Linked DNA regions of Astyanax mexicanus: region 1 is linked to region 2. A link is a contact called in public Hi-C data. All regions are on one chromosome and are shown on one strand. Each heading gives the region's core, a stretch centred on a gene start, on an enhancer-like site or on the middle of the called end of the contact. The rest is flanking DNA. Distances are from core to core; before and after follow the strand shown.

Region 1 (6,985 bases), core at 121-2,620, 73 kb before region 2:
ACACACGCCCGCACACAAACTCCCCAATATCCCACACAGACAGACAGACAGACGTATCTGCAAATTCGCAAGTTCAAATTCACTGAACACACACGCACACACACAAGCTCCCCAATATTCCACACAGACAGACAGACAGAGACAGACAGACAGTTCAAATTCACTGAACACGCACGCACGCACACAAACTCCCCAATATTCCACACAGACAGACAGACAGAGACAGACAGACAGTTCAAATTCACTGAACACACACGCACGCACACAAACTCCCCAATATCCCACACAGACAGAGACAGACAGACAGACAGACAGACAGTTCAAATTCACTGAACACACATGCACGCACACAAGCTCCCCGATATCCCACAAAGACAGACAGACAGAGACAGACAGACAGACAGTTCAAATTCACTGAACACACTTAAACAAACACACACACACACCAAGTCCCCAATACTTTCACACTTAGACAGACAGACAGACAGTATCTTAAACACACACACACATTTTAGATTTATATGCACCCATCTAACTCACACTCTCACCAGTACTCAGACAGACAGACAATCAGACAGACAGACAGACAATCAGACAGACAGAGAGACAGACAGACTTGGAGATACATATCTACACACACCAGTTCAAATTCACTGGACACACACACACACACCAAGTCCCCAATACTTTCCCACTTAGACAGACAGACAGACGGTATCTTAAACACACACACACACACACACACACATTTTAGATGCATATGCACCCATCTAACTCACACTCTCACCAGTACTCAGACGGACAGACAGACAATCAGACAGACAGACAGACAGAGAAACTCAGAAAGAACATGAGCCTGGTCAAACACACACCACACACACTCTGAGATATATATCTGCACACTCCTTTTCTATTTCACCACACACACACACACACACACACACACACACTGCCATGTGCAGGTGTTGAGTTATGAGACTCCTCTGAACTCAGAGTTTCAGTACACTCACACACACACAGAGAAGATGCCAGACGTTCCTTTATCACACTGCACACTAATCTACTGGATCCAACACACACACACACACCACACCTGCAGCAAGCTAACCAAACTCATATAAACCTCTGTGTACAGCTGCAGTGAACACATAATACACGGACAAAAGTATTGGGACACCTGATATCCCCCTACTTGTCAGCAGGTTCATGTCTATCTGCTCTATAGAGTTACTGTATATTCTAGACAATCAGTAATGAGTGCAGCTTAAAGCAGATAAATAAACTGTTAAGAAGAAGGACCCACACACACACACACACACACACACACACACTCCAGCAGCTACACTGCATTCCCCCCAGTCGCCACTAGAGGTCTCAGAGATCAGTGTGGAGCTCCAGCGCTGGATGATCAGTGTCTGAGAGGAGAGCCGGGCCGGACCACAGCCGCTCCAGATCCAGATCCAGATCCAGATCCAGATCACACACAACTCACTGACCATCACAGATTTTACAGCACTTCATGCTTCCCTCTGCTGGCAACGTTTATGTAGACGCAGATTTCATTTTCTAGCAGGACTTGGCACACTGCCCACACTGCCAAAAATATCAATTGGTCTTATATAATATTCTAATTTACTGAAACAACTATTTTTTTGGGTTTTTATTGGCTGTAAGCCATAATCATTAACAATAAAATAAATAAACACTTAAACAAAATAGATGACTCTGTGTGTAATACATCTATATAATATATGAGATTTTTACTCATAACTGAACTACTAAAATAAAGTAACTTTTCAATAATATTTAAATGTGTTGAGATGCACTAGTATGTTTATATACTCACAATCTGTGACCTGGTTTAAAGCGAGATTGAAGATACAGTAGGGATGTGTGATGATTTGGGATGCACATTATCGACAGATAATTCTTTTTTTTTTTCTTTTTTTTTTTAGAATCGTAGGCATCGTCGATATTTGAAACAGATACTTGCTGATGTATTTATTGTTGTAAAGTTAGTCGGCACTGAACACTCTACTTTTAAAATCTTTTGGTTTTGTTTATTTTTTATTAATTTTAATAGATATATTATCTTGTTTAACCTGTTTTTTTTTTAAATATATATATACTTTAAAGCTGTGAACAGTCTACGGAAAGCCTGATGAACTGAGATGGTGATTTGAGGTGATTTAATTGGGATGAGCTGGAGCTTCACAGTGTGAAGAAAAAGCAGCAGCTATTGCTCAGCACCTCCAGGAACTCCTTCCTTCAAGACGCTGAGAAAACTATTCCAGGTGATTCTCCCTCATGAAGACACTGAGATTAAAATTAAAACCAAGAGTGTTCAGATCTGTCCTTAAAGATAAACATGATCCTAATCTAAAGTCTCTAAAGTATAAAACAGATTCTGATTTTGTTTAACTCTTTTTTTTAAAGAATAATTCAGCATGTGCTCCTGTATAACTTTAATATAGTCTTCAATATAAAAAAATGCAATGAAAAATGTCATAAAAAGAAGAAGAAAACACACATTAAATGGGAAAAGGTGTGTCCAAACTGCTCCTTATACTTTTACACTGTCATTTTTACTGTACTACTTTTTTTTCCTCATCTTCTTCTTCATAATAGCTGTGACTTGGTTTCACACTACTGACACGCCCCCTCTGATTTATTTTTCTGCTGGGAAGTGTTTAAACATGTCAAACTCTGCTGCTGTGGGAGATCTGATATGTGATACTGCACATTCCAGTGCAAACAGTCTCAAACGCTGTTTAACACGACTATTTACCACCCTGTTACTTCATCTCTCACTCACGAGGGATCATGGGAAAAAGGTTTAAAATTAGCATAGCCTAGCCTAGCTTAGCTTAGCCTAGCACTGTAAGGATTAGATAGATAGATAGATAGACAGATAGATAGATAGATAGATAGATAGATAGATAGATAGATAGATAGATAGATAGATAGATAGATAGATAGATAGATAGATAGATATGATACGTAAACAGTAGATGAATGAACTAGTGAATGAACTACTAGTGCAAAATAGGGTAGAACTATAAGAATAGTGTTATGGGCATCAGCAAGATAGTGGGACCATAGATGGGGGTATGTCCATGGTGTGGCCAGAATTGCTGGAAAGAAAAGGTGTCACAGAGTCTTCAGTTTGCTGTGCTGAGATGAGTTGAAAAGTCTTATGGCCTGAGGGACAAAAGACTTTCGAAGTCTGTCTGTGGAGCAGGACTGGGACAGGATTAGAAATAAGACATACTAGACATACTAGTAGTTCCCGTTTTGGAGCAAATCATTGGTTAGAGTTAGCTCATAGCCTTCTTAGCTTTGCTTCCATATGTCTCCATAGTAGCAGCTGCATTTTATTTTAGGGTCAAGACTGTGATGTAACAGTTCTGGGGTTTTGAAATCAGTCTGTTTTATAGCTCTACTCTGGTTTTGCTGGATATTAATTTAAAGGAGGCTATTTTAGGTTAACAGTTTGCCACTTTTCACCTAGTGAATCTAAATTCAGTTAGAATTATTTTAAACTGCACCACAAAAAACAGTTTAATTCCAGTCCTTTTCAGAACGAGACGTTTAAAAGCTCGGTCCCTTTTATGCAAACAAGCTCTATTTTTACGCTGAATATTTACCACACGTTAGTGTTAGCTTGTGCTAAATTGCAAAACACAAACAAGCCAGTTCATGCTTAATTGCAAGAGAAGACACACAACACTTAAAAACTGCTGACTTGCCATGGATAGTAGGTACAGATTCCTCCTTCAGAGAAAGTCTGCTGCATAATCCTGCTTTGTACTGTCTGTGGGTCTAAACCAAAATGACTGAAATGGCATTTTTTTCAACTGATTTAGTGGATGGGGCTCTAGTGGGGGTAGAAGGGTGGTGGCAGGGTGGTTCTTTTTTTTGTATTTGTAATTTATTTCTATATTTTTTCCCATTTTCTCTCAATTAATGTAGGCAAAGTGTCTCACAGACACTCTCACAGACGCAGCTTTGTGCTGATCGACGTCACCCTTTGGAGTGCCATCTACTGTACCCACCCAGAGAGAGCAAGACAATGGCAATTGTTCTCTCTCAGGGCTCCGGCAGCTGGTGGCAAGCTGCATGACCAGGAGTCAAACCAGCTTTTTTTTTTTCCCAATCATAATGGCAGCGCTTTAGTCCACTGGACCACTGAGAGTGGTTCTATGCAAAAAAAAAAAAAAAAATTAATAATTTATGAAGTGTTTATAGGGGCAGTTTAGACCCAAGTAAAAATACAAAAGCACACAAAAAGTGAGATTTTAACAATATGTGCACTAAAAAAGCCACTTTTTCTTAAGTTAGAATCTCTAAGAGCACTGGAATCAAGTGAACATCAATAAATACATAGCTCCACCCAAACTAACACAGATCACAGGCTGCAGAAAGCCCGGTCACGACTGAACCTGAATTCAGGCCACTCCATCTCCAGAGCCCACAGCAGCTCATCCCTGAAGTTCACCATCAGCAACTATCGATTCACTGGAGAACCATCCGGAATCACATTTCCCCGTCCAAAGCACCTGATCGAAAAAATTAATTGCAGGCTATTCTTAGAAACAGCTGAAGACTGAGTCTGCTCAGCACGTCTGCAGCTCAGATAGCATCCGGGATAAACGACAACCTCGCTAACTGTCCACCAAACGTTAAAAACACACGTAACACACTCCCAGACCAGGCCCAGATTAATAAACATTAATAATCAGTTATAACACATACGTAGAAAACGCAATAATGACCTGTTGGTGGCCAAATAGTGAACCAACAGCCATCTATATTGTTGTCATTTCTAATTGTGTGTTAAAACTGATTATTAATTATTTTTAAAGCATTTACAACCTAATTAGTAACTATTAATTAACTAATTGTAAACCGTTTATAATCCCTTTAAAAAGGTAGTCTAATTTTAAAGTGGATTTTTTCTAGTCTATTTTTATACACAAGGCGCACCCGATTATACGATGCATCATGCAACACTAGTAAGGAACAGGGGTGTGGCCATGTTTTAATTCTAATTCAGCAGGTCTTGCCTGAGTGAGGGTTCTTGCACCTATGACCTTTTTAAAACCTCAATAAATATCATTTTCACCAAAAAGTAGTCATAATTCCTTTAGTTCTCTCTCCCCGGCAACGTTAGCTAACTTTCTGTTACCTTAGTTCTATCCTGGTAACGTTAGCTAGCTCATTTGAGCTAGCTTATGTTAGTATGTTAGCTAACTCGCTGCTAATGTTAGCTAGCTTTCCACTAACCTTAGTTCTATCCCTGATAACGTTAGCTTACTTGCTTTAGCTAGTTAAAGTTGGTATGTAAGCTAGCTTGTTGCTAGAGTTAGTATGTTAGCTAGCTTGTTGCTAAAGTTAGTATGTTAGCTAACTTGTTGCTAAAGTTAGTATGTTAGCTAGCTTGTTGCTAGAGTTAGTATGTTAGCTAGCTTGTTGCTAGAGTTAGTATGTTAGCTAGCTTGTTGCTAAAGTTAGTATGTTAGCTAGCTTGTTGCTAGAGTTAGTATGTTAGCTAGCTTGTTGCTAGAGTTAGTATGTTAGCTAGCTTGTTGCTAAAGTTAGTATGTTAGCTAGCTTGTTGCTAAAGTTAGGATGTTAGCTAACTTGTTGCTAGAGTTAGTATGTTAGCTAGCTTGCCACTGAAGTTAACGTTAGCTAACTCGCCGCTAATGTTAGCTAGCTCTCCGTTAATCTTAGTTGTCTCCCCAGATCAGATGCTTACGATGGTTATTGTAAACCATTTATAAACCCTTTATAAAAGGTAGTCTTATTTTAAAGTGGTACCCATTTATCTTACCACCTTATTTTTGAGGAAGGAAATCAGATTAATCACTAGGGCTGCAACTAATGATTATTTTGGTAGTCGACTAACCTGATGATTATGTTTTCGATTAGTTGATTAGTCGATTGGTCAGCGATTATTTCTGCCATGTTCTCTTTAAAATATCTTTAAAAACAATAGAAACATATTAAAATAATTTAAAATCCATTTAAATGTCTAGATCTTGTTTAAAAATGGAAAGTACTGATATTCAGTGAGTAAATATGTAATCTGTTGTGTTTGGGCACTTTTGGAGACATAAACTAAGTTGAGTGTAAACCGTTGTGCTCCTGTCCCCAGCACTTTGTGTAATGCAGTACTGTTACTGTTACAAATTAACGATTAGTCGACAAATATAAATTTAAATCGATATTAAGTCGATTATATCAACTAATCGTTGCAGCCCTATAATTAAAGAGTATTCTTCGATTAATCACAATTAAACCCTCTTCATGAGGTAGTCACTTTACGAGGAATGGCTTTCAGTTAACAGCTGATGAAACTGGCACTCATCAGGACCAGGCCAGTAAAAAGGAAGAGCCAAATCTAAAGTATAAAACGTATTCTGGTTTTGTTTAACACTTTTGTTTACAGAATAATTCAGCATGTGTTCCTGTATAGCTTTGATATAGTCTTTTACATTAAATCTACAATGCAAAATTTCAATGAAAAAAGGTGTGTCCAAACAGAGTATTTAGATTTGTTTAACACTTTTAAGTAACTTCATCATTCCTTAAAATAAAGTTGTGTCCAAACTTTTTGAATGGTACTCCATACATCCTAATAAAAATGAGTTATCGTGACAAGTCTAAATATATAAATCTTATATTGGCCTTATAGACAGGCCCACAGCACTGTACACATATATAGCTCCCACAATAATCTGATTTAAGACAGTGGAGTCACGCCCATCAGTGTTGACAGATCAACAGTGGAAGATCTTTGATAACGACTCCTTCACTCACAACACGCCCAGACTGTTCTGGAAACAGACCCAGCACTGCCTGACACTCCAGAAATCACTGAAGGGATTTTACTAATTTGCTAGTTGATGGCTCAGATCCTCACAGCAATTCTCTTAACTCTATCAGAAAGTCTTTCCTGGACAGTAGAAACAGGTACTCC
Region 2 (7,052 bases), core at 1,179-3,678:
GAAAGTCTGAATAATGGATGAAATTCCCCTTTAAGTCGTTGTGGAGGTGAATCGGATGTGCAGTGCAGGTGGTTTACAGTACAGGCTGCCAGAATAGAGGTCCTGAAGCGACCCTAGCACAATCAGCACATTAACAACAACCACCAATGCCCTACATACACAGACTCTCACTGAGATGCCCACTGAACTTCTGGTGCAACAGGAAGACGTTGTTTCATCACAGATCCAAGGTGCTTCCCCTGATTAAGATGAACTGAGGTTAAACTGAGGTTAAACTACAGATACAGCAAGGTAAATTCCTGTCAAGTCATGTCCAGCTGCCTGGCCTGGATGAGTGAAGGAACATCTTCAAGGCTGCACCAAAAGTCCAGTACAGTCACCTTGCTTCACCACTACCTGCTTTTTCAAAGACCTGCATGTATAAAAACATTTCTGAGTGGCCCACTTGTTATCTAGGCTCAGGTATAGTAGCAGGTTACTCCTAATTCGTCCTCATCCTCAGGGACCCCCAAGAAAAGCACTTCTTTTCACATTTAAAAGCAAAAGTGACCTCCAGCTTTCTTTACCTGCATAGAAGCGAAGCAGTGATCCCAGCTCTGTATTCATGCCCTCTTCCTGCACCCTCCATGGGTCCTTAAATCCCAGTTTGAAGAGGAAGTCGTTCTGGATCTGCAGAGGCCTCTCATCTCGTGCCAGACGCCGGGCTGCCTCGCCATGAAGCTGCACGTAGAGCGCCGGCGAGGTGTCGTGACCCTCAGCCTCCTGGGTCTCCTGGTTCTCCTGGGCCTCCTGGTTCTCCGGAGCCTCGGGCTGCAAACAAAGGTGCTGGGAGTGACCCGGAGAGCCCGGATTAGAGCCAGGTGTGACAGGTGCCGGGCTCAGAGGCTCCAGCCTGTTCCCGTTCATGTCTGTTCCGTCTGTTATAACAGACGACTCTTGGGTCACCTGGTGGCCACCTGGGCCATCACCAGGTACAGGGCCATCAAGCTCCAGCTCGTCTGAGGAGCTTCCATAAGCATCCGGGCCCTCAAACGGTGGGCTGAGTACAGACGCATCGGTGCCCAGGATCATATCGTCGCTTAAAGAGTCTCTATGCTCGGTCAGCCGTGACCCCAAGCTCTGCACCGACCCCTCGCTGTTCCCGTTCGGCGTCAAGGGGCTGGCTGAGATGGACACCTCAGGAGAGTAAAGGCTGAAGTCGTCAGAACGTCCACTTCCTTCATCCTTCTCGAACAAGAAAAGTCTGAGTCTGTCATTTTGTCTATCATTTTGTCTGTCACTTTCCGGCCTCAGGTGCTCAAACCGAGCCGGGGCCAAGTCAGGGCCTTCCGCGAGAGGCCGCCCACTTCCTATAACGCGAACCACACACCCTACCTTGCCACCGGTGGTTTGACCAAGGCGCTGGGCGATCTCGCCCGCCGTGGTCTCCAAAGTGCACAGAACAGGCCGAGGGCTTGAGCGGTCCCACGACCTGTCGTGAACGTGTATGGCACCTCTGTGGAGGTCAGCTCGGACCCACTGCCGGTCAGAGGCCTGGAGCTGGACCACTGCGGCCTGCCGGTGCCTCAGCAGGGCCTTCCTGTCCAGGCTGCGCGTGTGCAAGGAGGAGGAGGATGAAGATGAGGAGGAAGACGAGGAGGAGGATGATGAGGGCACAGCAGCTGAGCTCAGCTTGGCAGAAGCAGAAGCGGCGGACAGATTTCTCTTGAGTCGCCGCCTTTTGAGCAGAAGGGAACTTGAACTGGAGCCGGTACTGGTACTAGTACTGGTACTTGTACCAGTACTTGGAGTCACTCGGCCATTCTTGGCAGCTTTTATGGTGGTTCTGTTGGGCTCTGATAATGGAGAGCGCTGGCCACCCTTCAGGGCATCCATGCGGGAGATCTCGGGTTTGGGTTCCACACCACTGGCACTGGTACTGATACTGGTACTTCCACTGTTACTGGCGCTGGCACTTGCAATGCCGCCGCCACCACCACCACTGACACCGCCACCACCCCCACCGTCGTCCACCCCAGAAGCTCCAGACGGGCCTCCAGGCTTCTTCAGCTTGCTGATCTCAGTACTGCTGGGTTTCCACGAACCTCCCGTGTTAGAGCCGCTCTCCGCCGGCCTGAATGCTGCCCGCGCACTTTCCATCTCCGCCAGCCGTGCAGAAAAACAGCGGCGGCGGCGGCAGCAGCGGCCACAACAACGCCACAAGTAGACGCGCCGCCTCCCGCTCAGCTACAGGACGCGCACCGCTGCTGTCCGGAGGAGCAGTCCGCCGTCTGAGCGGCGCCAGGCAGGTCGCTGCACATCCAGGTCCCGCCGCGTCCCGGCTCCCTCCCCGCCGCGGTAAACGGCCTCGGCTACTTCTGCTGTTGTCAAATCATGGAGACTTAACGGGGCAGCGGCGCGATCAACCGGAGGGGCGGAGCCGCTCCACAGAGTACACTCTCCATCCAGGGAGAGAGCGGGGCGCGTCCCAATCCGCGCACACTCGCGCCTAGCGCACTACGCTAACCGGAAACACACTACTTAGGGCGCTACTATGTTTTTTTTAAGACACTTAAACCAAACTTTAACTGTTTTAACCTGATAGATTATTTAAAAACATTTATTATCTAATAAAGCTATTTTTTTCTATTCATATCACAAAAAACATAAAAATAATAAATAATATTGTAATAAACAATAATATAAATATATGATTATAGTCATGTGCATTAGTAATTTAGGCTAAAATAAATGCAAATAAAATAAGACTTATTTTATAAGATTTATTATTAAAGTAGTGAATATAGTAGTAATAGTGAAATAAATTAAACATAGCCTACTATTATTAGAATAACGATTCTATTAAGTAAATGCTTTACAATACATTTACAATGTTTTTTATGTATTGAAAGACAAAAAAGAGACATAATATTGTTACAAAGTATATAAATAAATTATTTCAGAAATGTACATTAGTATTCTCAAATAAATACATATCAAAATAAGACTTATTTGTAAGATGTATTGTTTACTTTTGTAAATAAAAAAAAAACATAAAAAAATTGGGTAATAGTAATTTGGGTAGATTACTACCTGTAAATATTGGGTGTTTTATGTATTGGAAGACAATATAAAGATATATAAAAATAAATAATATTGTTAAATAAGAATATTGTTATGATTTCAGAAACATAAAAAACATTAAGAAACTCAAAAATAAAGCCTAAGATGTGCTTTATTGTTATTATGTCATCAAAATAATTATATTAGTATGAGTATATTAAGTATATTAGTATGACTGACAAATAATTGACTACATTCAAATATTTTCTAGCTCTACATCTTTTTAAAAACCTTTTAAAGGATATTAGACATTGTCATAATGTGATAAACAAAAAGTAATGTATGTATATGTTATGCATATATTGTGTATATAACATATGTAGGCTATACATGTCTCTAAATATTTAAATACGTATTTGATTTGCTCTGCATTATTATTTTTATAATATATAATTTGTGTTTAAAAATGATTAACACAATTAATATGCACAACTGGCTTGTATGTAAAAAAAAAAAAAGTCAAGGGAAAAAAAGAAAAATGTATCCTTAATGTTTATCAATAATATTAAATAGTTTATTAAAATACTTAAATAAAAATATTTAACCTTTTCTTTTTAAACAGTATCTAGCTAATTCAAACATTCAATTACATAAAACGATGATAAAAGCCCCAAAAACTCGATTAATTGCCATAAAACTGTGTATGTTTGTGTTTAAGCCGCTGCTAGAGCACTAAACACTAGTTACACACTATATATGGATCCTCACTAGTGCACGGAGACGCGGATTAGACGCGTCCACGCAAACATCCGACGCTCTGACGCAAACACGTAGCTTTGCATATTCATGAGGGAACTCCGTAACGGCGCGAGCTGCACACTTTTCATTTTGCTGATGGGAAATGTAGTTTTCTTTAGAGCAAGCGCGCTAACACTTCTTAGGAAGCGTGCGCTTATTTAAACTACATTTCCCATGATGCACTGCGCAGGGACAGCGACAGCGCGAGACCGTCCATTTCATTAGGCGGGATGTGCGTAGCTGTCTGGTGTTGATAGTTTTTGGGGTTTAAATCGTTTTTTTTAAAACGATTTAACGCTTTTTATAGCGATATAAAGCAGTGTGAGTGATAAATACAGCATAAAATAGTTTTCGTCTATATTTTTTAAATCGATAATCATGTAAAAATTATGGTTACGAGGGTTGAATTTTTGTATATTTTAGTTTATTTAATTTAAAAATAATATAAAGTTGTTTTATTAGTATTATACAGTGTGTTTTATCTGTTTAAATATCTGTAAAGGAGGATATTTGGAGTGTAGCGGCTAAAAATAGATTCGCCATCTTGTAGAGTAAAGTTTAGACCTCACTAAGAGGTAAAGAGCGCCATCTAGAGCTCAACAGAGAACACTACTGTTTCTACTGAAATCAAGGGTTTGTACAGGTGAAGAGTTTGTAAGGTAAGTTCTAGGCATGATGGGTCAGTGTAACGTTTAGCAGTTTATTTTCTGACTGTGTCAAGCTAAATTCGAAAATAGAAAAATTGGTATAAAACTATAAGCAAAAAATATATAATATATATATTTTCCATTCTGTAGAGTAAAAAAGAAATGGGTTTTCATCCAATTTTTCAATTATATAGTTTTTTTTTTATTTCAGCCTTTGGAAAACAAAGTTTCAAGAAAAAAATCTTCTCTCGATTTTCATCTTGTAACAAATACATGTCTTTAATTCTTGCAAAAGGCAAAATTAAAAGCTCAGAAAATAAAGAAAAGATTAATTTTATATTTTTTCTTGAAAATCCAATTGTGAAGAGCATTTATCATTTAGAGCATTTATTTGGCTCTATTTTAGAAATGGCTAAAATAACAAGATCCAATATTTGGTGGAATAACCCTGGTTTTTAATCACAGTTTTCATGCATCTTGGCATCATGTTCTCCTCCACCAGTCTTACACACTGCTTTTTGATAACTTTATGCCTTTACTCCTGGTGCAAAAATTCAAGCAGTTCATTTAATAGTTTGATGGCTTGTGATCATCCATCTTCCTCTTGATTATATTCCAGAGGTTTTCAATTTGGTAAAATAAAAAAAAAAAAACATCATCATTAAGTGGTCTCTTATTTGTGTATGTTTGGAAAGCCATGTCATCTGCTGGTGTTGATCCACTGTGTTTTATTATCAAGTCTAAAGTCAGTGCAGTTTTGTTTTCCCACAAAATCTTACAGCACTTCATGCTTCCCTTTGCTACTGACAACTTTTATGGAGATGCGGATTTCATTTTCCAGCAGGACTTGGCACACTGCCCACACTGCAAAAAGTATTAATTGGTCTTATATAATATTCTTAATTGCTGAGTCACTGATTTTTGGATTTTCATTGGCTGTAAGCCATAAACATCAGCAATAAAATAAATAAAAACTTAAAATAGGTCACTATGTGTTTAATACATCTATATAATATATGAGTTTCACATTTTGAACTAAATGATTGAAATTAAGTAACTTTTCAATGATATTCTATTTTTTTAATGCACTAGTAGATTATCATACTCCAGCACGGTACTGTAATAGCAATGTGTAAATTGAGCATTACGTGTTACCTCAGGGAATGGTTGGCTTGGGAATGCCTACATCTGTATAAGTTGTGAGGTGTTACCTTGTGAGGGAAGCAGTGGAGTAAATAAGGCTACTCAGGCTGAGGTTTTGGTCATGGCGTTTAATGAAGATAAAGCAATCATTTGAACACTGGAAGCTGAATCATCTCCCAGCCAAAAAATAAAAGGGTGCGCACACACACTCACACACTCGTCACACACACATACTTATCACACACAGAACACACTCACTCACTCCTCCTCCAGACGTGTGTATGAAAAAGAGAAACACTTCTTTATTGCTGAATAATTCACACATCTGGCCCAGCCTGTCCAAACCGAGGACAGGACCAATAGTTTGTAGATGTTTCAATTTTAAAAGGTTTGTTTTAAAAAGGGTGTTTTAATGTGATAAATGAATGTGGTAAAGTCTAAATCTGGATCTGTGCCGTCTGTGCATACATAAAAAAAAAAACATGGAGAAAAATAAAATACTGTTATAGAATTATATGAAGTTCAATACTTTCTGTTGAGTCTGTCTTTTGACCTGAATCCTTACCAACTACTATAGTTCTATATATCCTTAATATTACAATGTATTATCTATTTAAATACTTTAATGGCTTTTGAAATACAAGATTAACCTGTTGTAGAAGGTATACAATATATAGTAGGGTCAGTTTCCAAAACAGTTTCCAAAAGGGATTAAGTCTAGTCCAAGAATATCATTAAAAAAGTTACTTTATTTCAGTAATTCAATTTAAAATATGAAACTCATATATTATATAGATGTATTAAACACAGTGATCTATTTTAAGCATTTATTTGTTTTATTGTTGATGGTTATGGATTACAGCCAATGAAAACCCAAAAATCAGTGTCTCAGAAAATTAGAGTATTATATTATAAGACCAGTTGGTATTTTTGGGTATTGTGGGCAGTGTGCCAAATCCTGCTGGAAAATGAAATCCACATGTTTATAAAAAGTTTTTTTCCACGAAAATCTTACAGCACTTCATGCTTCCCTCTGCTACTGACAACTTTTATGAAGATGAGGATTTTATTTTCCAGCAGGACTTGGCACACTGCCCACAGTACAGCTAAAAGTACCAATTGTTCTAATATAATATTCTAATTTTGTGAGACACAGATTTTTAGGGTTTTTTTTAATTGGCTGTAAGCCATAATCATCAACAGTAAAAGAAATAAACGCTTAAAATAGATCACTCTGTGTTTAATACATCTATATAATATATGAAATTCACATTTTGAACTAGATTACTGAAATAAAGTAACTTTTTAATGATATTCTTTTTTTTTTTAATACACTAGTGTAGAACTAAACTACTTAATCCCTGTCTGGGGAACCAACCTATAGTATCTAAAACAGGTCCACCACTGTGACTAATCAAAGAG

Evidence for each region. A called contact is a pair of places that touch in the nucleus more often than the background predicts.
Region 1: a Hi-C map of muscle shows a contact between it and region 2, with 15 times the contacts expected there. The contact joins the enhancer-like site here to the promoter of phlpp1 in region 2. A contact is called at or near these places in 2 of 3 Hi-C or Micro-C datasets (both in muscle).

Annotation. Positions count from the first base shown.
Region 1 is chr8:8,519,551-8,526,535 of AstMex3_surface, reverse strand. The region is part of intron 1 of phlpp1 (PH domain and leucine rich repeat protein phosphatase 1); the gene reads right to left. All of the region lies in intron 1 of LOC125803805 (a long non-coding RNA gene), which reads left to right. Among protein-coding and RNA genes, the nearest start is that of LOC125803805, 41 kb to the left of the region's middle. Within about 2 kb of position 1,370, the one cell type or tissue checked has an H3K27ac peak away from gene starts, as active enhancers do.
Region 2 is chr8:8,447,227-8,454,278 of AstMex3_surface, reverse strand. phlpp1 (PH domain and leucine rich repeat protein phosphatase 1) reads right to left here and starts at 2,428. Exons shown (of 17, transcript XM_022678175.2): 1 at 567-2,428. The coding sequence starts at 2,139. The region is part of intron 1 of LOC125803805 (a long non-coding RNA gene); the gene reads left to right. LOC103044371 (phosphatase and actin regulator 1) reads right to left here. Exons shown (of 12, transcript XM_049482062.1): 12 at 5,739-7,052.